6 separate regions of the Mus musculus genome follow, and all the other regions are linked to region 4. The links are chromatin contacts, called in public HiCAR-type, HiChIP or PLAC-seq and promoter capture Hi-C maps. All regions are on one chromosome and are shown on one strand. The core of a region is the stretch at or near the end of the contact, and the rest is flanking DNA. Distances in the headings are between cores, read along the strand shown. Region 1 holds the start of Ngrn (neugrin, neurite outgrowth associated). Region 2 holds the start of Idh2 (isocitrate dehydrogenase 2 (NADP+), mitochondrial). Region 3 holds the start of Wdr93 (WD repeat domain 93). Region 4 holds the start of Rps17 (ribosomal protein S17). Region 5 holds the start of Polg (polymerase (DNA directed), gamma). Region 6 holds the start of Saxo2 (stabilizer of axonemal microtubules 2).

Evidence for each region. HiCAR-type assays count read pairs that join an accessible place to other places. HiChIP or PLAC-seq counts read pairs in DNA pulled down with a chosen protein or histone mark. Capture Hi-C pulls out chosen DNA fragments and counts their contacts.
Region 1: a contact with region 4 is called in a promoter capture Hi-C map of liver, with 2.3 times the contacts expected there. The contact joins the promoter of Ngrn here to the promoter of Rps17 in region 4. A contact is called at or near these places in 3 of 39 promoter capture datasets (liver and neutrophils) and 1 of 9 other capture datasets (liver).
Region 2: a contact with region 4 is called in a promoter capture Hi-C map of liver, with 3 times the contacts expected there. The contact joins the promoter of Idh2 here to the promoter of Rps17 in region 4. A contact is called at or near these places in 1 of 39 promoter capture datasets (liver) and 1 of 9 other capture datasets (liver).
Region 3: an H3K27ac HiChIP or PLAC-seq map of large pre-B cells shows a contact between it and region 4, with 10 times the contacts expected there. The contact joins the promoter of Wdr93 here to the promoter of Rps17 in region 4. A contact is called at or near these places in 1 of 39 promoter capture datasets (liver) and 1 of 115 datasets of contacts at active chromatin or transcription factors (large pre-B cells).
Region 5: a promoter capture Hi-C map of liver shows a contact between it and region 4, with 2.9 times the contacts expected there. The contact joins the promoter of Polg here to the promoter of Rps17 in region 4. A contact is called at or near these places in 1 of 39 promoter capture datasets (pre-B cells) and 1 of 9 other capture datasets (liver).
Region 6: a contact with region 4 is called in a HiCAR-type map of astrocytes, with 3 times the contacts expected there. The contact joins the promoter of Saxo2 here to the promoter of Rps17 in region 4. A contact is called at or near these places in 1 of 39 promoter capture datasets (pre-B cells), 1 of 484 Hi-C or Micro-C datasets (CD4 T cells) and 2 of 115 datasets of contacts at active chromatin or transcription factors (astrocytes and cardiomyocytes).

What each region holds. Positions count from the first base shown.
Region 1 is chr7:80,259,882-80,264,218 of GRCm38.p6, forward strand. It overlaps Ngrn (neugrin, neurite outgrowth associated), which reads left to right and starts at 1,334. Exons shown (of 3, transcript NM_031375.4): 1 at 1,334-1,542; 2 at 1,940-2,050. The coding sequence starts at 1,379. Ttll13 (tubulin tyrosine ligase-like family, member 13) reads left to right here. Exons shown (of 15, transcript NM_177765.3): 15 at 448-940. The coding sequence ends at 644.
Region 2 is chr7:80,112,630-80,117,441 of GRCm38.p6, forward strand. Idh2 (isocitrate dehydrogenase 2 (NADP+), mitochondrial) reads right to left here and starts at 2,721. Exons shown (of 11, transcript NM_173011.2): 1 at 2,533-2,721. The coding sequence starts at 2,647.
Region 3 is chr7:79,740,275-79,744,979 of GRCm38.p6, forward strand. It overlaps Wdr93 (WD repeat domain 93), which reads left to right and starts at 2,875. Exons shown (of 18, transcript NM_001381990.1): 1 at 2,875-2,963. Pex11a (peroxisomal biogenesis factor 11 alpha) reads right to left here and starts at 2,857. Exons shown (of 3, transcript NM_011068.2): 1 at 2,636-2,857; 2 at 1-6. The coding sequence starts at 2,691.
Region 4 is chr7:81,343,552-81,348,368 of GRCm38.p6, forward strand. It overlaps Rps17 (ribosomal protein S17), which reads right to left and starts at 1,683. Exons shown (of 5, transcript NM_009092.3): 1 at 1,651-1,683; 2 at 1,306-1,457; 3 at 760-865; 4 at 184-249. The coding sequence starts at 1,653. It overlaps Cpeb1 (cytoplasmic polyadenylation element binding protein 1), which reads right to left. Exons shown (of 12, transcript NM_007755.5): 12 at 3,475-4,817. The coding sequence ends at 4,790.
Region 5 is chr7:79,464,198-79,468,608 of GRCm38.p6, forward strand. Polg (polymerase (DNA directed), gamma) reads right to left here and starts at 2,076. Exons shown (of 23, transcript NM_017462.3): 1 at 1,873-2,076; 2 at 407-1,174. The coding sequence starts at 1,014. It overlaps n-TRtcg5 (a tRNA gene), which reads left to right and starts at 2,222; the gene lies at 2,222-2,294.
Region 6 is chr7:82,645,559-82,650,615 of GRCm38.p6, forward strand. It overlaps Saxo2 (stabilizer of axonemal microtubules 2), which reads right to left and starts at 2,970. Exons shown (of 3, transcript NM_177894.4): 1 at 2,834-2,970. The coding sequence starts at 2,871. It overlaps Efl1 (elongation factor like GTPase 1), which reads left to right and starts at 3,056. Exons shown (of 20, transcript NM_175317.3): 1 at 3,056-3,120; 2 at 3,968-4,073. The coding sequence starts at 3,983.

The sequences.
Region 1 (4,337 bases), core at 84-2,583, 1.1 Mb before region 4:
TCCAGCCCTCAACCAAGGTTAACAGGGAAATGGACATGTAAACAGGCTAATTAAGATCCAGTGTGGTAGAGATGCTAGAGGGAAGCATGGGATGCCAGTCTTGTGTGTTACTGGAGCACAGATGGGAAAGAGGTGAGAACATCTCTTTTGTGGGTACTACAACTTAGTGGGGGTCCATGTCTCTACTGCAGAAGGCCAAGCCAGCAGAAGGCTAGAAGCCATAAACAGAGCCCTGTCAGGATCAGTGCCACCCACTCTAACCCCAAGGCAGGGCTATCTTCTGCAGCCCAAAAGACAGGAAAATGGCTCATGGACTGAATGCTGCACCTTGCCCTCCATGGTAAACTCTGAACACAGAGGAAGCAAGGCTGGGGATCTTCCCCTATGCCCTGCCTCTGCACCAGTACTGCAGCATTCCAGCCCACTCCTCAACATCATCCAACACAGGTAAAAGAAGGAAAGCCCAGCACTCAACCAAAACAGCAAATGGTCTTCAATCTTTGCTAATTGAAAGACTGCCAACAAGTTCCAGATTGAAAAGCTCTGGCCAGGACCTTTGTTTGCAAAAGGCAAAAAACACGGAGACACCAAGAGTTCTTCAACATTCTAAGATTCTTTGGGGATCGGTAAAGACTAAAAGATGAAGAGCTAAGGCCAGCTTGTATGCATCGCTGCTCACCAAGCCTTAGGCTGAGTTTATCCCTAAGCGATGGGTCTGAACCCTGGGTATGGCTTGGGGCTGGAGGTCACTGGGCAACAAGGAATTCCTTTCCCGGAGGAGTCAAAAGCGACTACGGTGTAGTCGCCATCAGAAGATTGCTGAGGGTACGCCCTTCCTGCCACAGTGGCAGAATCAGGCAGGCCTGGGCAGCCTGTGCCAGAGGGGCGGCTCTGGGCAACTGAACCCGTCTTTTTATTAAAGTTTATGTCGTTTTCCAGGCGCGTGCTGTACCTCCTTTCGATCCTCCCGTCTGAGGCAAGCTCTTCTCATAGTTACAGCAGGGACGCCCAGCCCAGCCTGGTGACTAAGGCCTGTAGTTCCAATTACTTAGGAAGTTGAGACAAGATGATGAATTTAAGGCTAGGACAATTTAGACCGTTTCAAACATTTTTTCCTTTTTAATGGCTAGGGAGATAGCTCAGTGGCAGTAGCTTGCCTAGCATGTACAAGGCCCTAGCTTGGCTCCCCAGCACCACAAAACCAAAATCAGCAGGAAAGGGTGGGTAACTGGACAATACAAGGACAGCCCCCGCCCACCCAGGAAACGAAAAGCGTAGGATACCGTCTAACTTCCGGTTATTCCTTTCTGCTTCCGGGTTCGCCCTCCCACTTCCGGTGCTTTCCGGTCGCGAGCTGTAGATACCACCTCGCGTCGCAATGGCGCTCTCTCTGAGCCTCTTTTTGGGCGGTCGTGTCCGCACCTCTCTCGCTCGCTGTGGGTTCGCGTCCCAGGTCATGGCGGGCCCGGGTTCTGTCAGCTGCGAGCCGGACCCCGATTCCGACTGGGAGCCGGAGGAGCGGGAGCTCCAGGAGGTGGAGAGGTACCTGCTTCGTGGCGAGCCCTCAGCCTGGAGTTAGGCTTCGCGCCCCGGCGTTCCATGCGCCCCCCCCCAGCTCCGGGCGTCCGGCAGCCGCGTCTGCACAGGCTCTAGTTTCTTCTCATCCGTTGTCTAGGGCACAGGGGCAAGTGATCAGCTCCCTTGACACCCTAGGTCCCGTTGCTTAGTGACGTGTTTCATCACCCGTTAGAGAGTTCGGCATGCTTACGTTCAGGTGCTGTAGGTGTTAGGTTTCTGGGGGCAGTGCACCCAGAGTGCTTTAACCTGGCAGACATGCGGTCAGACGAGAGGGCTGAGCTCTCCAAGATTTAGTTGGATGCTTTTTGAAACACTAGTCTTGCTTCCAAGCTCGGCTTTTGCCATTGGTTCTTTCCCCCAGCGCTTTGAAACGTCAGAAAAAAGCAATGCGATTCCAGAAAATACGAAGGCAAATGGAGGCTCCAGGTGCACCACCCAGAACACTGACGTGGGAAGCCATGGAGCAGATCCGGTGAGACGTTGCTTACAAAATGGGATTTACCTTTTGGGGGATTTTAAGTATTTAGTATTATTGCCTTTAAAATAGAAAGCGTCATAATAAGGAACTTCCTAAACCTGTCCAGAATTTTGTTTGTTTTGCGATGCTGGGATCAGCACAGGGACTTGCTTATGGTCCACTGAGGTCATCACCTCCTAAGGACATACCTAGCTTGGTAGGTACATTATGGACAGTTGATTGAAGTTTGGAAAGCTCTTCTTTTGAGGCAACCTCATGTAGCCAGCTGACCTCCAGGACACTGTAGACAAGGATAGCTTTGAACTCTTGTCTTCCTGCCTCTGCCATCTGAGTTTTGTAATTGAGATTAAAAGTATGTACCAACGCTCCTGGATTTTTATTTTATTTATGTATTTGTTTATTTATTGACAAGACCGCTCTGTAGACCAGGTTAGCCTGGAATTCTTGGGGCAATTCTGACTCTGCCTCCCAAGTTCAGGGATTACACTGTGTATGAGTCACTACTCTTACTTGAAAGGCGTCTGAAACGAATTTTCTTTAAGGGGGCTGGAAAGATGGCTCAGTGGCTCAGTGGCTAAGAGCACTGACTGCTATTCAAAAGGTCCTGAGTTAGCTGGACATGGTGGCGCATGCCTTTAGTCCCAGCACTTGGGAGGCAGAGGCAGGCAGATTTCTGAGTTCGAGGCCAGCCTGGTCTACAGAGTGAGTTCCAGGACAGCCAGGGCTACACAGAGAAACCCTGTCTCAAAAAAAAAAAAAAAGTCCTGAGTTCAATTCCCAGCAACCACATGATGACTTACAACCATCTGTAATGGGATCTGATGCCCTCTTCTGGTATGTCTGAAGACAGATACAGTGCACTCATAAAATAAATAAAAATTTGTTTTTTGTTTTTTTAAGATTTCTTATTTATTTATTATATGTAAGTACACTGTAGCTGTCTTCAGATGCACCAGAAGAGGGCATCAGATCTCATTACAGATGGTTGTGAGCCACCATGTGGTTGCTGGGATTTGAACTTCGGACCTTCAGAAGAGCAGTTGGGTGCTCTTACCCACTGAGCCATCTCACCAGCCCCCTTGGTTTTTTTTCTTTTTTTTTTTTTTTTTGAGACAAGGTTTCTCTGTGCTGGGATTAAAGGCGTGTGCCTTTAATCACCCGGCTTAAATATTTTTTTTAAAAAGAATTTTCTTTTAAGTATTAAGGTTTTTTTTCTTTCCTCCGCTTTTAGGAGCTTGGGGGCGATAGCTCAGTTAGTAACTTGACTGGCAAAATGGGGATCTCAATTTGGTTCCCCATTACCCATGGAAAAAGCCTGATGTGGTGGCATGCTCTTGTAATTGTAGCAGTGCTGAAATGAGAAGCAGAAACACGGCATACCCCTGGCGCTAGAAGGCGGGTTAGTCTAGCCTCCATGGTGAAGTTGCAGACCAGTGAGAGACCCAGTCTCCAAAGGATAGAAGGTGCTGGAAAACTTACAGTAGGGATTGTCCTCTGACCTCCATGTGCCCAGACACACACATGCTGCCTTCACACTTGAACACACACATATTTTTTATTTCCTATTTAAGCTTAGTTTGGCTTATGAACAACTGAAATCCCACCATTGAGGAATGGGACAGAGGCAGGTGGATCTGTATGAAAGCTCTGGTGGTCTACATAGTGAGTTTTGGGGCAGCTAGGGCTATATAGTGAGACTTGTTTCAAAACAAGATTTTTGAGACGGGTTCACATATCCCAGGTTGGTCTCAAATGTGTTATCTAGCTAAGGGTGACTTACTTTCTGAATCTCTTGCCTCCACCTCTTTTTTGCTTTGTTTTGTTTTGGTTTGGTTTGGTTTGGTTTGGTTTGGTTTGGTTTTTCGAGACAGGGTTTCTCTGTGTAGCCCTGGCTGTCCTGGAAATCACTTTGTAGACCAGGCTGGCCTCGAACTCAGAAATCCGCCTGCCTCTGCCACCACGCCCAGCTCTTGCCTCCACCTCTTGTGTGCAGGGATGGCAGGGTGTTACCACCACATCTAGTTTATATAGTGCTCAGGATTGAATTTTGGGCTTCTGTGCACATAAACCCCTACCAACTGAACATCTTAAAAATCCCCCCTTTTTGTTTTTTCTAAGGTTGCGTGTTTGTTTTTGCTCTGCCTTTTTAGACAGCCTTTAGTAGGTCATTCAGGCTGGTTTGAAACATTATCAAGACCTAACATTGCTATCCAGACAGCAGTTGGTGGCTGCTGGTTGACGTGAACTGACCTGATTGACTGGCCAGGTATTGCTGTCTGTA
Region 2 (4,812 bases), core at 1,471-3,970, 1.2 Mb before region 4:
CCACAAGGTTGTCCTCTAATCTCTGTACATGTACTGTAGCAAGTACACACACACACACACCCCACCTATCTCTCTCACACATACAAAATAAATAATAAAGTTTTAAAAGTTTAAAAAGGCGAAGCAGTGGTGGCGCACGCCTTTAATCCCAGCACTTGGGAGGCAGAGGCAGGTAGATTTCTGAGTTCGAGGCCAGCCTGGTCTACAGAGTGAGTTCCAGGACAGCCAACACTATACAGAGAAACCCTGTCTCGAAAAACCAAAATAAATAAATGATTTTTTTTAAACCCTGATGATCAGCCACTGAATAATTTATTCTTGGATACTGGGACTATTTGTCCCCTGCAAGTATACAAGACTGGCAGGGTACCTTCCTGGTCTAGCCACCAAGAACGCCTCAAAATGGGGCTGGAGAGATGGCTCAGCAATTAAGAAGCACTTACTGTTCTTATAGAGGACTCAAGTTCAATTCCCAGCACCCACATGACAGCTCACAACCATCCATAAGTGTAGTTCCAGGGAAACCAATTCCCTCTTTTAGCCTCTGTGGGCAAATAGGGTCACAGGTGGCATACGTACAAACATAAATTCAGGGGAATTGATACAAGTTAAATAAAAATAAACGAGTCTTTAAGTATCTATCTAAAAAGTTAAGGTGAGGAAATGACAAAGTTTCTAACCAGGAGTAGAATAAAGGGAGTCTAAGTAAATGCTCTGTCCTCTGGAGAGGCCGAATCTCTTCCCAAGGTCCTAGAGGGGCCAGCAAGCGGCTGCTGGAAGTTGCAAGTGGGAACCAAGGGACAGCAAAGACATTGGATGTTGTTGGTTGGTTGGTTGGTTTGGTTTTAATCACCTCCCCACTTGGAGACCTTCAGAAAGGACCTTCCACTGGCTGCTTTTTAAAATGTGTATCCAGATTAGGGGTGGGGGTGTGTGGCTCATGCCTTTAATCCGAGCACTTGGGAGGCAGAAACAAGTGGATCTCGGAGCTTGGACCAGTCTGGTCTGCACAGCGAGTTCCAGGACAGCCAGGACAAAATGGAGACCCTGGCCTCAAAAAACCAAAATAAATAAACAAAATGAGTATCCAAATTCAGGATCCCAAAGTAGCCTTATTTTCTTGTTAGTGCAGTTTCTTAAGGTAGTTTTGTTAGTTAGTTAGTTAGTTAGTTAGTTAGTTAGTTAGTTAGTTTTGGTATTACCATTTTACCAGACTCCTCAAAAGAGAGAAAAGATGAAAAAGAGGAAAACCACTGAGTGCCTTTAACTTCTACCATATTTTGCTGCAAAGCTGCCATATGTGGGTCTTGAAGGCCTGAGGCACTTGATGGGGCTTCAGAGGTTAGAGGCAGATCCCAAGAACACAAAAACATGTATGTCCCTTTCTCCTTGGCAAAGGGGAGTGTCAAGGGCCCCGCCCTCTCCCTCCTCCTGGCCCCCAGCTTCGGTCAGCTGCTCCCACGGTGAGTTAACGATTACCACTCTAGCCAGAACAAACCCCATAGCCAAACCCACCCCCTCTTCCTCATTCCTCTGGCTAACCCCAAGGGGTTTTGAGCCAGGTCAGGATAGAATTTCCGTGGCAACAGGCATCAAAAGAGGCCACCAAGTGCTCTACATTGTTCCGTGCCTTTTGTAGCAAGGCGCTGAGTAGCAAGGGTATGAAAGATGCCCACATGCCAGGTTGGGCAATCTGTTAGTAATGGAGACTCTAAAACCCTGATTATTTTGTCCGGAGTTGCGCCTTCACGTCTAAGAAGTAAGCTGAAGGCAACGCAGAGATCTCATGGGAACGACTGACTGCAGAAAAATGACAATATGCGTGCAGTGCCAGGTCTCCACAGCTTGTATGCCAGGCAGGACCCACTCACATGCAGCAGCTCGTGGTTGGCCCAGCAAGGGGCCAGGAGAGGGCCCAGACTGAGCGTCCTGCGCAGCGAAGGGTGGGGGAGTGGCAGAGAAACAAAAGCGGGAAAAATGGAAGGACATTCCTCCAGCTGTCGAGTAAAGGTTCCAAAAATAGCTGACGTGGGCCTGTTGGAGAGGAGGGACCAGAGTACGCAGGGATTGGAGAGAAGGGGAAGTGGAGGCCTCTCCTCCTCGCCTTTGTCTGAGCCGGGAGCGCGAGGTGACCCTCCTCTGCCTAGGGCTGCAGCAGGCCGCTCCAGCCCCTCTTGGTCGCTTGTCCCCTCCAAAGGCCCAAGGCAGTCATGATACCCCACCCTGGGTCCAGGTACCTCTGGAAATGCTCCCCCGGAATACCTGGAGAACCCCAGCCCTGATAGGACCCAGCAATCCCGCCCCAGGCCACCAGCTGCCACTATCCCCTGGGTCCCCACCCCTGCGCCTGCAGCGGCCCAGGCGCGCGGGGCGCGGGAGCTCGGTGTAAGGCCACCTCCCGGCCCTTTGTAACCCGCACGCCGCTGTTCCCCGACCGCCGGCGTGTCGCGAGTGGCACTCCAGGGTCCCCCTCCCGGGACGTCGCCACGTCGCAGCGCTGCACGCGAGCCCGCCCCCCGGTGCGACACTCACAGTGGCGCCGCGGCTGCTCCGGCCAGCTGGGGACAGTCAGTGCTGCCGGTGCCCAGGTCCGCGCTGAGCCCGAGGCTCTGCAGAGCGAGCTCACAGCCCGCAGGTAGCCGGCCATCCCGAGCACGCGAGGTCCGAGCACGCCGCTGCACCGGGCTGTGCGGTGGGGACTCTAGGCTGGCCCTGGTGGCTGGGACCCAACCGGGGCGGAGCTGCAGAACCTGCCGCCCCATTGGGTCTCACCCGGGAGAAGGCGGGTCCACGCCAGGGCAGGAGCCTGCTCGACACCCTTGGGCCTGTTCCAGAGCTCAGGCGGCCCCAGTGCTGAGCCCGCGCTTTCTGGGAGCCTCCATATATCCTCAAAGCATCAGGTACCGGGGAGACCCATCGGGCCGCGGGGGCTCACGGCTGCAAGACTCCCCGCTTCCGTTAGAATGTCAGCTGCAGACACGTCGCCTTAGTCCCCTGCGTCCTTTGCGTTTAGCTGACCGACGGACCTGAGGCGCTTTCATCAAGACAATGACAAGCTTTGCCGTCTTGAACCTAGACCATGGCAACTTGGGTCTCCCCCAGGTAGCGTCCAGTTGGGTGGACTAACCAGGATCGAGAGTTGAAATGCCAAGTACGGTGGAGGCAAGAGGATGAGAAGTTAGGCTACATACCAAGTTCTAGACCAGCCTGGGCTATATGAGACGCTGCGGGGCGGGGCGGGGGGGGGGGCGGCTGGAAATCCTCCTTCTGCTCCTGACTAGGCCAAACTCCTAGCCCCAAAGTCCTTCATCATGGCCGACTCTGTCTCTTCTGGACATAAGAGTGCCTGCCAGGAGACTTCTGTGACATTTGTGTGTAAAGGTTTGAGGTATGTTCATCCTTCAATAGTACAACCACTGCCCAAGTTAATTATATTCTATGCTAGTAGTTATGTAGCCCTGAAGGAAAGCCCATGTCTCCTATATCCTAGGCAAAGGTCCATCCACAACCCAGCCCAACAGCTCCTAGTTTACCTGTTTGCGTGGGGAAACAAACAGAAACATACAAGCTAAATCCATCACTGTTCATTTTCTTGAAGTAGGGGTCACTGAAGTCTGGGTTTTGTGTATCAAATATCACAAATCCACCCCAGCTCTCCCAGTCACACCAACTCACTCCAGATGAGAGCAACCTTTCTGCCCTGTGCTCCCAGCTTCCCAACCCAGCTTCACAGTGTTGTCAGGTGGAGCTATGCCAGGAAAGTGGCCTTGAACTGCCAACATCAAAGCTTCCCTCCTGGAGTCTCAATCCATCCGAGTCACAGATTTGGTTCTGGGATCCAGTACAGAGAGTATATGCAAAGGAGAGACATCTGGGTCCCTCCAGGGACTGAGGAAAGGAATAGGAAAGTCTGGCCTGGGGCAGCATGTTCCAGAACAGTCTGAGAGCCCTTCTACGAGATTCCCAGTTCTCTTGTGTAAACACCGGTAAAGACCACAGAGGTTGTTGACTTGGGCTTTCATGCCATCCTGGAAATACCAGACCCCTGGACTCCAGGATCCACACGTGCAAGGTCGGAGAACAGACTTCCTATGCATCTTTCTAGACCAGTTAGAGTATGGATGAAGGTCAGCTACCTGCACTGCCTCTGTGATTGCTGCTGAAGCACAAGGGGCTTCTACATAGCAGACTCCGTCTCAGAGTTCTGCCAAGTCACTACCCAGCCTCAGTGTCTGCGGGCGGACCAAGGCAGAAGTCTTCATGTTTCTAGAACCATCCCAGGCAAACCTTCTAAGTGCAGCATCAGTTAGAACCAGTTGAGACAAGGTCACTTTCTTCTTCCTTTTCTTCCTCTTCTGCTTCTTGTCGCTCTGAGACAGGGTTTCTTCTCTGTAGAATCCTGGTTATCCTGGAACTTGGTATATAGATCAGGCTGGCCTCAAACTCAGAGATCTATCTAATTCTGCCTCCCCAGTGCTGAGATTAAAGGCAAGGGCCACCACTGTGCAGCTGGCAAGGTCACTTTTTAAACTGCCCAGCTTGTTGCCTGCTCCTAGGAGTGACTAGATCACTCCTAGTGATCTGTGAGGCAGCTGGGTTTAGCAGAGCTCAGAGTGGAAAGGACACCATTTCAAGTCATATGGCCAGGATGTAGTTCAAACCAAATTATCTGGCTGACACCCCAATATTTGCTTAAGGGGAGAAGAGAGAAACTAGGGACTCTGTTTTTCTTGTTGGGCACTCCTGGCCATGGTAATTTCTAAAAATTATTAATTTATGTGTATAGTTGTTTTGCCTGCATGTGTGTCTGTG
Region 3 (4,705 bases), core at 1,625-4,124, 1.6 Mb before region 4:
GTGGCTCTGAAATGGAAAAAAAAAAAAAACAAAACCGAGGAAAGTAGTTTACAAACCAAATAAAGTTCCATTCATGAAGGGAAGGAGAAACATCAAAAAGCAAAGCGAAGTGTCATGCTGAGGCGGAACTTTTGGGGCAGTTTCTCATGCTGAATTTCTTACAAAAGTGGCATTCTGCAACAGTCCTCACAGAGGAGGGCCAAAGGGCGAGCATGCAGTGGAAATGGGACACAAAGGTTAGGGAAGAGGATGCCACACACAGGGTGCAGCTCCCCCCAAAGGCCCTCTGCTGGCCCAGATGGGCTCTCAGCTCCACAAACCTTCACATCTGCTATGTGCCCCTACATAGGATGATCTTCAGATTTCCTAAAGGAACAAAAATCTGCCACTTAGTTTAAACTGACTAACTACATGCGACAGGAAGCAAACTCAAAAACCAAGTGAAGAGTCCAGGCTCAACATTTAGTTTTTAAAACTTAAGGACCAAATACACTCCAGCATAGTAATGCTTTCAGCGATTGGTTAATATCACGCCAGCTATGATGACAAAATCTAAAGGAACAAAAATCTGCCACTTAGTTTAAACTGACTAACTACATGCGACAGGAAGCAAACTCAAAAACCAAGTGAAGAGTCCAGGCTCAACATTTAGTTTTTAAAACTTAAGGACCAAATACACTCCAGCATAGTAATGCTTTCAGCGATTGGTTAATATCACGCCAGCTATGATGACAATGACATGGTGATGAATATAATAAGTCAACTAGAGTCACAGACATCCAAATGCATCTGCAGCCAACTTAACAAAAGCAGGTGCCAGGTCGGGTGTGGTGGCTCTCACCTTAGTTCCCAGCACTCAGGAGGCAGAGGAAGGCAGATCTCTGTTGAGGTCAGGGCCAGCCTGGTCTACATAGAGAATTCTGGGTCAGCCAGGGCTATATAGTGAGACCCTGTTCAAACAAACAAAGATCAGTAGGCGCTGGCCCCTACTCTCTTAGAACTGCAAACTGCATTGGCATCCCTGCACAATTTAAATATTATTCTCAGTAAAACTGCGGCACAGAGCTGGTGGCTCCTGTTTACAACTCCAGCACCCAGAAGATGGAGAGAAGAGAATTATGGGAGCAGTCTGGGCCACATAGTAAGACTTTCTCAAAATAAATAAAATTCTCCCCAAAGTGGTACATTTTTTACAATGATGAGTTGGTTTTTATTTGTTTGTTTGTTTGTTTGGTTGGTTGGTGGGTTTTTCGAGACAGGGTTTCTCTGTATAGCCCTGGCTGTCCTGGAACTCACTTTGTAGACCAGGCTGGCCTCGAACTCAGAAATCTGCCTACCTCTGCCTCCCGGGTGCTGGGATTAAAGACGTGCGCCACCACGCCCGGCTTGTTTGTTTGTTTTAAATAAAGTAAAAAGGAGGGCCAGAGTGAGAGCAGGAGATAGAATTCACTCTCTGACCAGAGGCTCACACTGCTTATGTTATACAGCTTCCTCTCTCAGGTTTGGTTCAATAGTGGCTGAAAACAGGGCATTATTTTAGGAATGCTAGTTGGTTTGTTTGTTCATGGTTATATAGTTCCTTAGAAAGATTGGGAAATAAAATTTTGCTGAATACATATATCCTAAATTAAAGACAGTGTAGGGTACATTCTGGGACCACTGAAATGATATATGTGTTGACCTCTAATGAACCATGGCTAATCCTCAGCCATTCTGAGACTCTATCAAGTTAAACAGAAAGGCAGCATGGCCTAAGTGAAGAGGTGGGCTGGTGCTGGAGTCAACTATGTGGACCTGCATCTTTTGGCTCGGCCACATTAGTTTTTCCTAGCCTCCTGGTTCAGTTTCCCTATATGTGAAATTAGAATATTAAAGTATCTCAGGGCTGCAATGGAGGCTCTGTACAGTCAAGTCTCACCATTAGGACTTTTCTTACTTGTATGCTTAGTTAATTTTAGAGGTTGACCACTTAAACATCTGGAAAAGAAGTGTTGTTAAATTAAACTCCTATGTTTCACACATACCCCTTTTCCTTTTCTTTTAAATGATCACCGAGGGGCATTCAAATTTCTCTTTTAAAAAAAAATGAAGTAGGATTAGTTTTAAACACGCATTGGTGATTTCGAAAGTACACTATGTACTTGGGAGGTATTGTTCAAACACTTTGTCCGCTGTACAGTTTACAGTTTACAAAGCAGCTTTTTAACAGCTTGATATCTCCAAGGCGCAGACTGGACCAAAATGAAGATAAAGAAGATAAATCTGTCTTTCCGTGAGTTACGACTTCACGAGCGCTCCAAACTACAGGTGTTCTGTTTCCTTAGCTACAAAAGAAGCTCCAAGTTTCTCTGGAAAAGAAATCTCTAGGAAAGATGTCGAGCGGCTGGGAACTTTCCCTCTCCTGGGGAAAGTTAGGAGATCGCACTCATGGGCCGCTGTCACCTCCCGAGACACCGAGGTGGCTGACACGCACAGTCCCTCCGGGTTCACAGGGAGGAGGGGCTCGGCTCGCAACTCCTCAGTGGGAGCTGGCCGCGGCCTCGTGCCTCGATTTACCGGGCTGTGACCTCTTTCTCCGAGAAGAAACCCTGGGTCCTGAAGGGACGGGGGCGGAGGCCGACAGCACCTGACTCACCTGAAAAGTCGGTCCCGGCCCTGGCTTTGGTTGGCGACTCGGATGAAGGCGTCCATGGCTCCCACCCACAGCCACGCGTTGCGCCCGCTCCCTCGTGGGTCCCCTGGGACGTCGCCGGTCCCGGGGGACAGCGGGAACAGATTAGTTGCCAGGTGGGTGGGACTTCGTCTCTCCGCCCACACGGGGGTGGGCACACCTTCGGAAACGCGGCTTTTGGAGTTCCGGTTAGTACCGGAAGTGGTAGTTACTAAGGCGACGCCAAGCCACAAGACTTGTGAGTAGAGCTGAGTTTCACAAGGTCGTGGCCTTCTCCCGTCTTGGTTTCCAGGTAGAGGCACTGAGTGGGTCATTCCCCTGCCTCAGGCGTCCAGGTGTCCCCAGGTACCCATGAACCCCATCAGGAATGCTAAATGGTCTTCTCAGGCTGCAGGCCGCATCCTTTCCCAGTGTCAGGCCTTATGATGCAGGCAACAGAGCTAAGTCAGTTCCTGGGGTGTGTTTCTAGCAGAAGAGTGGGAGTAAAGTGGGAGAATTTTCTATTAGGATTATTGAAAAACCAAATGATTCCTGAGGAAATCCTACAAGCTCCACACCAGCAAAGCACAGGCAAGGGAGATCAGTGACATTGCACCGCTGATCGTTGGTTCTGTGGCGTTTGAAGATGGAGCCCCACTTAGTAATTTTCTTCTTTTCACCGCTTCTCCCTCCTTCCTCGCCTCATTACCTCTCCCCTGTCTTTCTGTTTACCCTACCCCTTTATGATATTATTCCAGCAATGACTCTGATGGCTTGGGTGGGAATATCCTGCTGAAACACAGCCTCAGTCTCGTCACCCAACCTTCTTAGGGGATGCCCCAGAGGTGCTTTTCTAAGGATGGGGTAACATGTGAGTTCCTAGGCTTCTCTGAAAGCTTGTGGGCCAGGACCCCTCAGTGACGCCTCTCTAGCCAGCTGAGCTACGCTCACTGATCCCTGCAGGGACCTGGGCCACATTAACTGTACAATAATGCACAATACATGGTCCTCCCTCAGCTGGCAGGCTTTCCTAATGCTCTAACTTGTTACTGCGGACAGCAAGGCTCCCTATTGTGGGCTAGTAAAAAAAAAAAAAAAAAAAAAAAAAAAAAAAAAGAAATAGTTGCAGATTGAAACTGGAGGGCGATTTTACTGCCAGCTTGAAAGAAAAAAAAAAAGACAACAGGGCAAACTGTGAATCTCAGTAGCTTCCAAGAATAGAGAGATGAAGAAGAGGAGGAAAAGAGAAAGCCGTGCTTTTTACAATGGAGGTTCCCAAGCAGCAGCTTGGTGAAAGGGTGGGAGCAGCGTGCGGACAGCATGTGAGAAAACCCAGAGTCTCTGGTGGAAGCTCTGCAAGCTGCTCCTTGAAAGGAAATTTATAAGCTTGCTCGGTGTGTCTGTGAAATCGGGTCGCCTACTTTTCTCTATTCCCTGCTTCGGGCCTGCCCCTAACACTTGCAGGCCCGAAGTAAAGTACACACCAGACCTATAGACTCTATGTTTAACTATTTGAAAATTGTATAACAAGTAACAAACTGTGAAATATGTTCTAGTTCCTTGATTGACACACATTCTCACAGTAACAGAAAGCCAGGCTGACTTTTAGAATTCTAAGGCTCCTTGAAACACCCACAAACACAGCTGGACTATGTAGTAGTACAGAGAAAAATGACTCCCAGACCTTCCCCACTTCTCTTCTGATTTCTTGCTCCCCCTACATTGATGAAAGGGGGGAATGTGTGGATACTGCAAGCCACACTCAAAATCTGTCGAATATCTCTGCAGACAGCTATGCTGTAGGCAACAGTTAGGTCTATCTGTGCTCATGTTAGCATCTGGTTCCCCTCTAGGAGGAACTAGGGAAGGCTTGTGCAGATCCTGGTATCATCTGGGCAGTGGTTTCCGTAGACTTGACTAGAAGAGGGAAGTAAGGTTTTAGGTAAGGATATCCTCTTGGCTCCATGACCGTGTAATTCTCCTTTCCAAAAGAAAGAGCTACGGAGAGAATGGGGCATCCTCTTTAAGAGCCCAGTGGCTCAGCCTCGTTTTTCC
Region 4 (4,817 bases), core at 433-2,932:
GCCCGACTACTGTAGAAATAACCAGGGAGGAAAGCAGGTAACAGCCAGAGCTGAAGGGGGCGGGGCAGGCCACAATTTAGGAGCCAGCCCCAAACAAGGAAAACACACCCCCGAATCATCACAGAACAAGCAGCTCCAGCCATTTAGAAACCAGATGTATTCAAGGATTCAGGCAACACTCACCAGGAGCTTCAGCATCTCCTTGGTGTCGGGATCCACCTCAATGATCTCCTGATCTAGGGCTGAGACCTGAGAGGGAAAGAATCAAGTTCAAATTATGAATGCGTGGGTTATCTTTCACCTCCTCTGCTCCCAACGCAACACATAACCTTAGCTGTCCTGGAAAGCACCATGTGGACCAGGCTGGCTTCGAGCTCAGACATCTGCCTCCCAAATGCTGAAACTAAAGCTGTGCACCACCACAGCCCACTTTATTCTTGTGTCAGAACCATCTAGTGTGCATTCAGAAAGCAGGGTTCACACTTGGATGTCAAGCTAACCACGTCGGGAGGCACTCTCACTGGGCTCCCATGTGAAAATGAATTTAGACCTCGCAGAGAAGCTCAAGGTCGGCTGATTACAGGCACCCTCGGCTGGGTGTGTTGGCCCACGCCTTTAATCCCAGCACTCAGAAGGCCGAGGTGGGTGGATCTCTCATCATTTTGAGGAAATAGATTAAGACTTCACTGACATCCAGCTGCGTTCCCACCTCAGGTGAGCCCCCAGGAAGAGGTGCAGAGGAAGACCCACAAATCTTACCTCAGGAACGTAGTTATCTCTCCTCTCTCTCTCTTCTTCCTGCAACTTGATAGAGATGCCTCTCACAGGCCCTCTCTGAATCCGCTTCATCAGATGCGTGACATAGCTACAAGCAATGCGAAACAGTGACCACCTCCCACCAGAACCGACTTTGTCTCTACATCAAGGTCGGTCTCACCATCGGAAAGACACACAGACACACACACAGCACTGTTCAGATGTCCACTCCTTACATCCTCACTCGCCGTCACCAGCCCTCCTCCGAATGTCATGTACCCCGACTGGTCTTATCCGTCGTACGGACACAACACTGCTATTTTTTTGCACAACACGGCCATAGTGGTAAAATGCGGGAAGCAGAGACCACAGCAGTAAGGTTTTGAGGCCGGAGCTCTGCCTTCAGCTACCGTAAGGAGCCCGAACTAAGACCACGTCGGCAAAACCCCACTGTGGCCAAGGCACACCTCCAGCCCTTCGGCGGGCCGTCTGGGGGGAGCGGAGGCACCGGCCCGGGCAGGCTCTCCGGCGGCCGCGGCCCCCACTCACCCGGCTATCTTGTTCCGAAGCTTCTTGCTGGGGATAATGGCGATCTCCTCGCACACGCGCTTGTTGGTGTGGAAGTCATTACCCAGACGCGTGTAGTACTTCTCGATGATGACCCGGGCAGCCTTCTTCACGGTCTTGGTGCGAACGCGGCCCTGAGGGTGGAGAGGGCAAAGTCACCGGGGAGCCCGCGCCTCCCGCGGAGGGGCCGCGGCGCGCACGACTTCATGCGGAAGCGCGCCAGGCCGCCGGTGACGGCGCCGGCCCCTCGCTGCGGACTTGAGGCCGCGACGAGCGGAGGATGGGCGAGGATTGAAAAGGACAGAGCCCTGGGAGCCAAACACCTACCATGTTGGCGGGTCTCGGTAAAAGAGGAAACAGGAAACACAAGAGAGGCCTATAAAGCGCGGCCAGAAAGCCGCTTCCGCCTGGCTCGCGAGAGTCCCACAGCGGCCCCTAGCGGAGTGGAGTGAGGCTGCCTGGCTGTGGGCGGGGCGAAAGTCTGCGCGTGCGCACGCCGGCAGCTCGGCCGTCTTGGTTTCCACTCCAAATAGTTCCGTGCTTCTCTTGGGCGTCCGGTGTGTTTTAATCTAGGAGTTACTTTGAGGTCCTGAGATGGAGCCTAAAGGAGGCCCGAGCTATGAAAGGCATAGTAGTAAACAGGGTCATCCCCGATTTCCACCCTACCCGCGCCTCTAGTCAGAGATTAGTAGGGTCTAGCCTAATTGGTGAGGTTCCTCTCATTTCCTGGTGTCACAGCAAACATCACCTAGAGTGGCTTTTCTTCTCATCCCAGCACAGTATTCCATTCGAGCTGCTCTTAAATGTCTGAGCACAATTACTTTTCTCAGCTAGGTTTGAGCTAAACAGGAAGGGCTAACCTCGAGTGCTTAAATCAGTGGCTGGCTCACAGAGAGGTCTCAAACACTTTTACCAACAAATTAGGATCTCAGTTAACTAGACTGTTCCCGATTAGTAGGGACACTATCTCCAACCTTCAGCTTCTTCCGGTTGTTCTGCCATAACCAAGCCCAAAGCAGGCTCTTACGCTACGACCCAGTGGCTTCATCTGTCCAGAGAGGGCCTTTCCTCCAGCTCTTTCCTGGGACAGGGTCCTGCGCTCAAACCTAAGGAGACCGTGCTGGCCACAGGGCATGTATCAAGGGGCCAAGGCTGTGCTTCATCCTTCAACTCATCTACGTCACTCTGGTTAGGTGAAGAGCTGAAAGTCCTTACTCTAAAAGTAGCTCATGGCGGGAGGAAAAAAGATGTCCTTGACCATGGACCCGGAAGAATACTGAAGAGACCAAAGGGTCTGTAATCCCTGGGGGTTGCATCGTACATTACCAGTGAATTCCCAATGAAGTGGAGGCCAGGCTCCAGATGCAAGACTAGACCTTACAGTCTTGCAGGAAGAGAACTCTTGGATTCTGAGGAGTAGTGAGTTTTTGCACCTTACAAGGATTTAAGTACCTAGGAGTCCCTCTCCCTCAGACTAGAGTTTCCCAAAGGACCAGTTCAGCATGCTGCCGTCTCCACTTGAAAAATCATCAGACCTGTCATGAAGCCATGGAGCCTGTTAGAAAAGCTAGTGTAAGGGCTGTGAAGAAACAAAGCACTGCAGCGTGTCCTGGTGCATACCTTAATCCCAGCACGTGGGATGAATGGTAGGCAGAATTCCTGAGCTTGAGGCCAGGCTGGCTTACATAAGGAGTTCCAGGACAAGGCCACAAAGAAAGACCCTGAATCAAAAAAGCAAAATAGTAACCACTCAGAAAGGAATTACATCAGCACAAGTGTGTCCAAGAGGAAGGAGGAACACGTCAGGGCTCACAGGAAAGCAGCCAGCAAATGGCTCCTGACATCTTGGGAGTTGTGCCTCTAGCATTCCTAGGGCTCCATGTGGAGGAGGCCTTGAGGGGCCAAGAAGTAAAATGTACAGGCAGGCCTCCTATTCTGATTGTAATCACCCAGGTACTAGACACTCCAGAGTGGCTGACCAGGATGTAACAAGTCCCATATAGGAGCAGGTCTCCGCATGTACCTCCCATCCCTCTGGGCTGGTATCCCATTAGTGAAAATCCATGAAAAGAGGACTGGTCTCTGGAATCTTCCCTGCTTGCTACCACACCCCACCACACACACACCCAGATACAGAGACAAAACTACAACTCTGCTGCAACGTGTTTATTATGTGCCAAAAAAATTACACCACAGCTTACTCCACACATCTGTAGGAGAGTGCAGTCTTGCCTGCATATACAACAATGAGGTAGAGACTTCACACACAGCTTCACAAAACCCACAGAGTAGCTGGGATATGCAACAATGCAACATCAGCTCAGCAGGAGGGAGGGGTTATGACACTGGCTCTTTGGCACACAGCTTCCCTAAGAGAGGCAAGTAATCGTTAAATTAAAAAGAAAAGTCAAGTTTTCAATTCCAGTAGCGTCTTTGTCAACTGTAACTGTTGATTCATACATTCGTCAAATAAAAGTTGTAAGGAAGGGTATTTGCCCCTCTAAGAGAAAGGGCTCCTGTGAGCCTTCACCTGCCCCCACCAAAAAGCAGCCCTTTTTTTTTTTTTTTTAATTTTTAAGCTCAGTTACAAAAGAAAAAGTCCTGTGACTGTGATTAAAAACTTCTATCAACCCTCCCCCAACATAAGTGCAACATAAGGTGCCACAAACCATTTAAAACTATATACAGCAGCTGCTCAGACTTTTCCTCCGGTCCAGTTTTAAATAAAATAATTTTTCTCTTGGTTACAAATGCTTTGATTTGCAACTGTGACCAGCAGTCCCCCAGACACAAATTTGCTATAATGTTAAAAGCTGCCAAGAAAGAAAAAAAAATATATTGTTCCAAACGACTTAAAAACTGTTTTAAGGAGTGTAAAAAGGAACCAGTAAAAACCCTCGAGCGTAAACTATGAAATATGATTTGGTTTAAATGAAGAGCAAAGTCTCCTTTGTTTGTTACAGTAAAAAACACCAGCTGAACACTCAATTGATGCCGTTCAGGTGGGGGTTAAATCAATGGAAAGGCACTGTATGGCAACTGCAGAATGAACGAACCAATGAGACCTGCGCATCACCACCATCAGTATTGCAAGGAATGTAAAAAGCGCTTTAATAAATAAACCCAAGTGTAGGCATCTGTGTCAGACCTTCTGGACACAGTGGTTGTTGTTGTTATTTTCATTTGCAAAATGAGGAACTAGAATCTGGGAAAACTACAATTGCTTGAGGGTGAGCCGAGGGTCCTTGCTCTGGCACACCCCACTGAAAACAAGACCTGACAAAACTCATTGTGCATTAATTAGTGCAGAAACAAAGACAGAGTTAGCAAGTACAAAGGTGACTACGATTCTCCCTTGTCTGCGCAAAGCTAGCTCCCATGGCGCCTGTGCAGCGAGTTGCTGCCTGACTTGACAGCCTTTGGCACCACAGGACACTGGGCAAGGCCAGCTCCTCTAGCTGGAATCTCAGTTCTTCTGGTTCCTCATTAGGGGG
Region 5 (4,411 bases), core at 826-3,325, 1.9 Mb before region 4:
ATGTGAGCACTGTAAACCGCCTAGAGCAATCCCACCTCAGGAACACCTTCCTGTGCAAACTAACCGTCGGCACTCCCAAAACCAAACACGGGACAAATGGCTTTTCAGACTAACTTCTCACGGAAGCTTCTTGGGGGTCAGGATTGAGGCACAAACTCGTGGTCATCTTAAATGGTCTCTCAGTCTGTCTCAAACACAACACGGTATCCTCCGAATGGGCCCTGATATGCGCTTGGGTGTTGCCTGGAGCCTATGCACCTTCCCACCATAGCGAGCCTCACAGAAGCAGGATTAAGCAGGTTGAGTAACCTGCACACAGAGGGAACTCAGAAAATGTTCTCCGAACCAAACCATTAAGCTGGGCCCCCTACAAACGGTAGTCCCCTGTTGCTAACCCCCGACTTACCAGGCCGAGGGGGATATGGCCACCGCCAAAGTGGGGCAGGTTCCCTCTGCCAAGCAGACCTCCACGTCGAACACCAGGGCCCGCTCCTCGGGGATGGCCACGGGTTCGGCCTCCCCCTCGGGGCCGTACCGGGTCCAGCCCTCCGCCCAGGCCCAGCTCTTGGGCTCGGGGGGCAATTGGGCCTCCAATAACGAGGCGGCCGCCTCCAAGTAAGGCAGGCTCTGCTTCTGGGCCAGGAGGCGGAAGTGCTGGTCCAGGTTGCCCCCGAAGAGCCGGGGCAGGCGCAGCTCCACGTCTGGCAAGGGCGTGGCCGGCTGCCCCCAGAGCCCGTGCTTCTGCAGGTGCTCTACGCTGCGCTGCACCGCGGCCTCGTCGGGCATTTCCCCGCCGCACCCGAAGATCTGCTCGTGCAGGCCTCTCGACAACATCTGGATGAGCAGAGGGTTGAGCCGCAGCTGCCCATTCTCGGAGGAGGGCATTTGCGACGGCGGCCGCCCGTCGCTGGGGACGGGGTCGAGGACGGAGCTGGAGACCCAGCGCGCGGTTGCTGGTACTGGCCCTGAGGCGACCTTGGCGCCAGCCACCTTCTTCCAGAGCAGGCGGCTCATGGTTGGTGCAGGGAGCCCCCCGCTGTGAGTCGGGGCACCGGGCTTTGGGCTCCAGCTTGACTGCTTTTAGTGGCCGAAAGACTCAGAGAGAGACGCGTCCCCTCTCTGTGCTCCTGTCAGTGAAATAGGTCTCACCATGCCTGCCTTCCTCACACAAGTCCTAAAGGAGACAGACGATAAAAGTGTTATTACAAGTGTCACGGACTTGAACAAACCGCTTATCCCGCAACAAACATCTGCTGCGTGCCAAACAAGCATTTTCTCCACTTGATCTTAGCCAAAAGGCCAGAGCGGAGTAGGGACATTTTTCTGTTACGCCTCCAACAACCTTAAGAAATGGCACTGCCCCCTCCCGAGGACAGGGCCACACCGGCTCGGCAGTTAACTTGGGAGAAGCCGCTGGAGATGCTGAAATGGGGAGACGCAGACAGACCAGGGTTCTGGCTCTCCAACTGCGTGACCTTGGCCCAGCTCCTTAGGCCCCGACCTCCTCCTCTGTAAAATGGGGTTAAGAACTCTAGAGCCACGGGCCACTGCTGTAAGAGTGGCAGAGGGCGCGCTCGTCGAGTGGCCCTAACCCCAGTAGGCGCTCGGCAGACAGCAGTTGCCAGTCCCACCCCGCCGGCGGCCCGAGGGCCTAGCGCCCCAACTTCGAAACCCGCCGAACGAGCCACAGCCTCGGGGTCCGCACCCACACCCGGGCGGGCCTAGGGCGCCCTGGTCGGGGCGTCGGCGGCCACCCCCGCACGCCGGGACACAGGGTCCCCGCCGCAGCCGCCGCCCTGCTCCCGGCCCGGCTTCCCGAGTGGAGAGGGAGCAGCCGCGCCCGGCCCTCCCCCTGCCGAGCCCGCCGGAAACCTCGGTCCGCTTCGCGCTTCCCGTTCTGCGGCAGCCCACAGCCCCGGCGACGACGCGGCGTCCGCGGCGCGCGGCCCACGCAGCCTCAGGGTGGCGTGCGGTCTCGGGAGCAGCCGCAACTTCCCGTCTGCGCGAACTGGGTCCCGCGGCTACCCAGAGGCAGGCGGGAGACTCCCCCGAGCGTCCAATAAGAGCGCCGCCAATGGAGCCGCCCGCCCGCGGGGGTGCAGAGGGACTTCCGGGTGAGGTCCTCCGCTACTTCCCTCCCCACGGAAAAGATAGACCAGTCTGACGCGAGCCTGAAGGCGGCTACACGCTTTAAGCTAAGTAAAGGCACCTTCTCGCTGGCGGCCGCGTGGCCTAATGGATAAGGCGTCTGACTTCGGATCAGAAGATTGCAGGTTCGAGTCCTGCCGCGGTCGACTTGTATGTTGTTTTTATCTGTCAGTTTGTTAATCCCAAGATTCCCTTTGGAAATAAAGCGAAATTGACCGTAGTGGTTATGACCAACTTCTAGTCTAAACTTAATTCTTGGAACTCAAGGATCTGAGCAAACAACTGTCAGGGTGACACATTGCTTAAACGGTGACAGCGGTCGAGAGCCTTGTCCCGGATGGAGAGTGGAGCAAACGGAGCACGTGCCGTCCGAAGTCTAGATTTGTCACCTATGGACCGCAAAGGCTAAGCCTCGATGGAGTCTCCTCCCTCCTATCCCGGACAATGATGCTGGGGGTTGATGCTGTTGAGTCCGATTGGTCGCGCCCACCGGGCACAGCTGAAGCACGTCCCGCTTCAGAGATCTGTCAATCTCTGGGTCCACCTCCCGTTGCTCCGGTTGTTTCTGCTCCCAGCTCTCCGTAGAGGGTCAGCTGCAAAGGGTCAGGCGAATATGGCCTGGGTGAATAACTGGGACCCAGGGATTCAAGTCGAGAGTCCCGTACGAGGAAAGAAAAGATCAGGATTGCTTCAGGCAGACTAGGGGGCACAAGCAGCTGATTAGGGAAAAAATTCGGACCGCGCTGAACGGCAGCCCCCACTTCCAACCAGCGAGACCACCCGGACGCTGAGAACTGTGTACAGGAGAGAGGGTCTTTGACTTTTTTCAGGAGTCGCTCCTCTATCCGCTTTTCCTGTCACTAGCAGCGGCAGGGACTCATACAGAACCCTTCTCCTTTCTCCTTTTCTTAGTTTCTTCCCCCTCTTTTGTCTGTCTGTCTGTCGGCCTGTTTGCTTGTTTGTTTGTTTTTAACGATGAGGTCTCACATTGTAACTTAGAACTTACGCGGTAGCCCTGGCTGCCCTCCCGCCTCAGTGCTTGAACTACAAATATCCACAATCTAGCTCTCCAGCTGAGACATTCTTATACATTTTTCTAGATGTACTTAATAGACATAAAGTGATTTTTGTTTGTTTGATTGGTTGGTTATCAGTTTTATATATATACACACACAAACCAGAGTCAACTAGATAAGAGATTCCTTATTTTGTGATTCTTCTTGCTTTTACATAACTTTGCTCAGTTTATTTTGCTATAAGGTGAAAAAGGAGAGGCTCTTAACTCAGGAAGCCTCCGAGCAGGAAAAACAATTTCATTTTTATTTCATAGTCTCCTACTGAAATTCAGTGTTCTCTTCATCTGTGAGCCTAGGCAAGCTGCCACGTGGCGCTAGCCATACCCGTGCCTTGTTCTCAACGGTGTTATACTCGCTGTAAATTTTTCAAAACTTTGATTGCAGCCATTGGAGTTTCAAAGAGCGGTAGCTGCGAGGAAGAGCCTAGAAACTGCGATTTAATGGACTAACAAACCCCGCATCATCAGGAAGCAGTGATGCACATCTTCAACCCCAGAACGCTGTGTTGGAGCCCTCCCCTGGGCTGTGGGAATAGCTCAGTGGGGGGAAGAGCATGGCTTGCAAGAGCGAGCACCTACCTGAAGCCGTGAAGGGAGGGAATACGTGAGGGGGGGGGTACGCGGGGGGGGGGGGGGCTGCCACACCCAGAGACTCACAGATCACCCGATCTAATCAGCAAAATCTGGGTCCCCATGAGAGGCCTGGTTTCAGAAGGCAAGATAAACAAGTCCTGAGAAACAAACATCCAAGGCTGACCTCTGGTCTCCACATACACATGCCTGTGTTAAATTGACATCTGACCCACAAAGAAACAAATACCCTATTAACTGATCTTCCCCCACCCCACCTCCAGCATGCCTCAAATAATCTCTGTCTCCTGTCTCTGGCTCCTGCTGAGTGTGTCTGTTTTGGGGGTGGGGGTTGCCTGAGGAGTTTTATATTTGTTTATTTTTGAGGCCAGGTCTCACTATGCAGCCCTGGCTGGCCTGGAGCTCATTATGTAGACCAGGTCCACTCTCACACAGAGAAATCTTCCTGCTAGGATCTTTGAGCCTCTGTAAAACCCATAACAGGGCCAAACTCCTGGAGTTATTAAAGATGACATGGTTACATGGTATAGTGTTGTAGGTGTGTGTTCAGCCTCGTTCCTTTGGAAGTTAGTGAGTCCACCAACTAGTTCTCTCTCA
Region 6 (5,057 bases), core at 1,720-4,219, 1.3 Mb after region 4:
CAAATAACTAGTTAAATTTAAATAGTAAGAAAACCTTATTAATACCAGAGGAGTTGGACAAAAAATAAGGAAACAGTTTCTCAATATTTACTTAAATGTGGTTATTCCTTCCATTTTACCACGGTATGCTTGAAATCCTTGCTTTGGCTTAAGGCTCTGAGGTGGAAGAACACCGCCATATTTTGGATATTTTTCCAAATACTCCGTCGTGGGGCAAGATACGTCAGAATATTCATAAACCCTTGTGGTTCCATGTGGACAGCGATGCCGTCTGTACAAACAAATAAGCTGAAACATTATTTCCCTTTAAAACATCTTGTGTGGTCATTGCATGTTTAACAGGTCCCCAGTGACTTTAACACACCTTCTGAACCGTAGCGCAGCTTTCCCCCTCTGCACTGGTGTTTATAAAAACGATAAATCATAGTGAAGCCTTGCATAGCAAACTGAGTTGGCTCATAAGAGTTTAGCTACTTCTTATGCTACTGAAGCAGGAAAGCTAGAAAGTGAGCTTCCCAGATGCATGGCAAACAGGTTTTCTGCTTAGGTTTCACCTACAACAGATAGCAACATGTTACTTTGAATCATAGGATAGGTACAAAAGGAAGAAGGCAGAGCAGAGTCCATTTTTATTATTTATTTTTTGTGGGACACAGAATACAGTAGAGGCCAAGAGAGAGTGGAGCTGGGAGTTGTTGTGAAGCATCCTGGTTAGACAGCTCCTCTAGTCCTCCATGTCTAGGAAACTCTAAAGTCAGAAGACTCATGAGACTCAGCAATGTCTGCTGCAAAGGAGGTGCTGGAAAGTGCTGAAGTGATTTTGTCCTATGCAGGGTCCAAGATACTTGGAAAATCCAGGAGCAGAGTGCATAGGTCACGTACATATAAAAGTTCTGATAGAGCTGCGGTGATTAACAAAACACAAGTCAAAACTTTAGAATTTGTCAGTGTTTTTATTGTCCACAAAAGCAATGCATTCACAATATAACTTACCTAAGATTGTGGACAAGTATAAAACATAACAGTGCAGAGAAATTATAAAAGAAAGCAAAATCCTCCTAGTCTAACGTGTGCAATTTCCCTTCCGCTTTATACTTTTGCTGCCAGTTATAGCTGTTTACACTTGTTAAACTTCTCTGTCTTTTTGAAACAAACAAACAAACAACAAACAAACAAACCAACCAGCTCACAGAAATGATGAGATCAGACGTCCCTAATGGAAAATCAAAGGAATTAAATTTTAGTTCCCTAAGAGAGAAAAGATGGCATCATGGTTTGAATCTGAGATGTTCACATATTTTGAACCTTTGCTTTCCAGCTGATGGAAACACTCTGGAAGGCTTTTGGAAGCTGGCCTCTACCTGGAAATAAGTTGTAAACAGCAGCCCTTGGAAGATGAGAGCCTGGGTCTTGATTCCACAGGCTTTCTACCTCCTGGTCTGCCAGCATGTAAAAAGTCTTGCTTCGTGTTACATGAACAAGAACCCCACCATGTTTGACTGCCAGGGACTGCACCCTCTCAAACTGTATGCCCAAACAGACCTCCTCTCCTTCGCTGTTTTTACCACAGTGCTACCACAGTGGTGCAAATGTACCTAACAGATAGTCTTCAACAACAAATGAATATGGACAGATCTTCCATCTTTCCTTCCAACAGGAAAGGAGGCAAAAGATGAGAGGTGGTATGGGGAGGGATGATGGTGAAGAATCTTTGCCCCGTTTTGAGACAATGACTCATGAAGGTAGCCAAAGTTTAAAAACCATTGGCTGAGTGGAACTATGTATGTCATAGTAACTACCCATTTTGTCAAAGATTCTTGTACCTCAGTTATAAAACTGAAAGCAGCTAAGGCAGTGCTCTCGCTGCAACTAAGTGTTTGCAAGGGACATTTCGGCAGAAGTTATTAGCCATGCTTCAAAGCCTAAAGGGGATTCCTCTTACATTGGCAGTCCCCCCAGCTCTGTGGATGGTGATATTATTCTTGAAGAATGTAAAGTCCCTAATATAATGAATTTCCTGATGGGTGGATGGGAAAATAACTTAGTTTGTAGATAAATTCAGATTCAAATACATTTTTTTTCTTACATACAAGATTTTGCAGATTCAAGCCTTAAAAGTTATGTTTGCATCTGTTCAAACATACAAACAATGTTTATTACAAAAGGGGCTGAGAAACTGCTCTCAATCAATATGTGTTGTAGCTGGTTGCCCTTAGAAGGGGATTACAAGTACAAAGGGCTTGGCGTTACTCAGTTACTCTTATTCACTTATCAAAGGTGATCTAACCCCTGGGTAAACAGTAAGCTTGAGGATAGAGAAGAATGTGTTTACTGGTGATGTAAAGTTGTTAGGCAGGACTTACAAACCAAACCTGAGGTTTACGGTGAGGACTATTGCCATTTTTGTCTGTCAGAAAGGCCTCAGGAAAATGTTGCCTTGGCAGGAATAAAAATAGAGTTTAGAGGATGGAAGGTTCTGGGTGGCAAACGAAATACCATGGATACTGTTCTTTTAAGTTAACCAATAGAATCGGTGGGTGACTCCATCACTTACCAGCCATATTTGCTCATACTACTTAGCTGATCTGAACTGTATTTTAGCTTAAATCTCTGGATGGGAAGCCTCAGGGAATGCAAAGAAAATAAGTTTTGCCCAGGAGCTAGCCAAGCAGAGGAAATGGGCAGCATTTAGCAGAGCATAAGGTCGGGGGTGGGGGGTGGGGGGTGGGGGTGGAGTAGGGGTCTCCTCCGGTTCAGGCAAGGGAGTCCTTAGGGGGTGTGCGCGGCGGGGCTCGCGGCTCTGCGGACGCCACACCGGGCGGACGTTTCTTACCCGCAGGTGCAAATCTGGCACAGACACCAGTTCCTCATGCTCTGCGCTCCAGCGTCCCCCTCCGCAGGCTTAGGCTGGCACACTTCAGAGCAGCTACAGCGTCCGCCGTCGTCAAGGCGACCGCGGAACTCCAAGTTGAAGGGAAACGACGTGGCTTCCGGTGATGTTCTAGATGCGCGCGGGTCAGAGGTCACAGGCCCACAGGCCCCGCCCCCAGGCTCCTGCGACTTCCGGTCTGAGCTACCCCTGGAGTCTTAGGTGCGTGGGTGAGGTGCGGCGTGGAGCTGGTGAGTGGGGGGACTTGCTAGGGACGCCGGCGACCAGACGGTGACGGAGACCCGGGGGGGTCATGTCGATTGGGCTGGGCGAGGAGTGTCCCGAGCGGCTGCACTTTATAGGGACCCGGTACTCTCAGCGGCAGCGACTCCAGGAACCCAAGAGGAGGAAGGGCATGCAGACCTCGATTTGCTTCTTTTAATTGGAGAGAGGGGTAGAAGGTGTGTCGTGCACCTGGTGTGTTCCTAGGCACGTGATCCAAAAACTTTTAAGGACACTCAGTGCAGTCACAGGGCCGAAGTTCTCATGTCTGATAAAAGCCAGCAAGCTTGACAGAAAGGCAGACTTTTGGAGGGACTGAAGTAGGGAAGGGTGTGTGTGTGTGTGTGTGTGTGTGTGTGTGTGTGAGAGAGAGAGAGAGAGAGAGAGAGAGACTGACTGTCTGTCTCTGGTGTGTGTGTGTGTGTGTGTGTGTGTGTGTGTGTGTGTATGTATGTATGTATGTATGTATGTGAGTGTGAGTGTGACTTAGCCGGGCGCCTCTGCACCTGGCTCCCAACTGCGTGATTCATCGCATGGCAGATCCGGAAACTCCCAGCTCACCCCACAAGTACTGTCAGCAGGATGTGTGGACTTTACCATGGAACATGGGCCTAAAGGACTATATCCCCTCAGGGCCAGAAGGAAATAGATGTGGCTAAACATTCATTGGGTTCTCAGTTAAGGAATCTGAGGCGACTTGTCAGCATCAGCATCTCCCTCTCAGTTTGTCCATTTGGTTTTCGCTGTTGTGCACACCACCCCCACCCCCACCCCCACTAGATTTTGTACCATTTTTAATTTGCATTTAATGTTTAGTCCCAGGAAATAACCATGGTGCTCAGTGGTGTTGATAAGATGATTCGACTTCAGAAGAACACTGCCAACATTAGGAATATCTGTGTTCTGGCTCATGTTGACCACGGTAAGGCTTTTAGAATTGGGTTTTATTAACAAAGAGGAAATGTCTCTGTTTCATTGGAGCGGTGAGAGTGATGCTTGCTAAGGAGTTGTGTGTTGTGCCATGTCAGAGAAGCATGCTGTAGAACGTTTGAAATAAATGGATTAACGGGTGATTGGTGGTCTGCCCAGTATGTCATACAATGCTTTTGAATTTGGATTTTTGTTAAAATATGGAAAAGTTTCTTGAGATGGTAAAATGTCTGTGGTCTTGGTAGAATATATCTTCTATAAATTCTATTTAATTCATCCTATACTGAGCATTTGCTAAGTTGGCAGTGCTTTTTTAGATTTGTCAGGCCCTAGACATTTATGAGGCCAACCTGTCCAGCCAGAGAAGCTTTAGGGAGGAATCGGGGCTTCGTGGTGAGATGGGCTGGGGGTGGGGTGGGTGAGAGTTTTGAGACCTGGAGGATTGGGTAGCAAAGTGGTTAAAAAGAATTGTTAGACGTGCCCCTTGAGGGGCTGTGGGTGATAGGGGGGGGCAAGCAGTACAAATGGAGGTGTGGAGACAGGCAGAAGGAAGCGCGTGTGTCTAAGGTGGGGTTCAGCTGTCTGCTTTATCCTGAGACTACTCTTCATTTGAAACTCTTTCTTCTCATAGCAGCAGCTCAGCATTTAGAGTCCTGTTGAAGCCAAAGCTCCGTATCATTTTAAAGGCGAGGGAGACACAGGCAGGGTCCTGTCACAGACCTCACCATTCCTGTGTGACTCTAAGACAGGATCAAGCTCTCTAGCTCTGGTTAGACATCCGGAGCTCTGAGGTCTTTTCAAATTACTTTCCGTTTGAGTGTCAGTGTGTAGCCCATGTAAAAGGAGGATAAGGAGAATCTCTGCCAGTGGTGAAATAATAGTGAAATGGTCATTAACAGTTTTATTAGCGTGTTGGGAGTCATTAGGAAAAATATAGCAAGGGCAAAGTCCTCCAATTGTAGATGAGATTAGACTG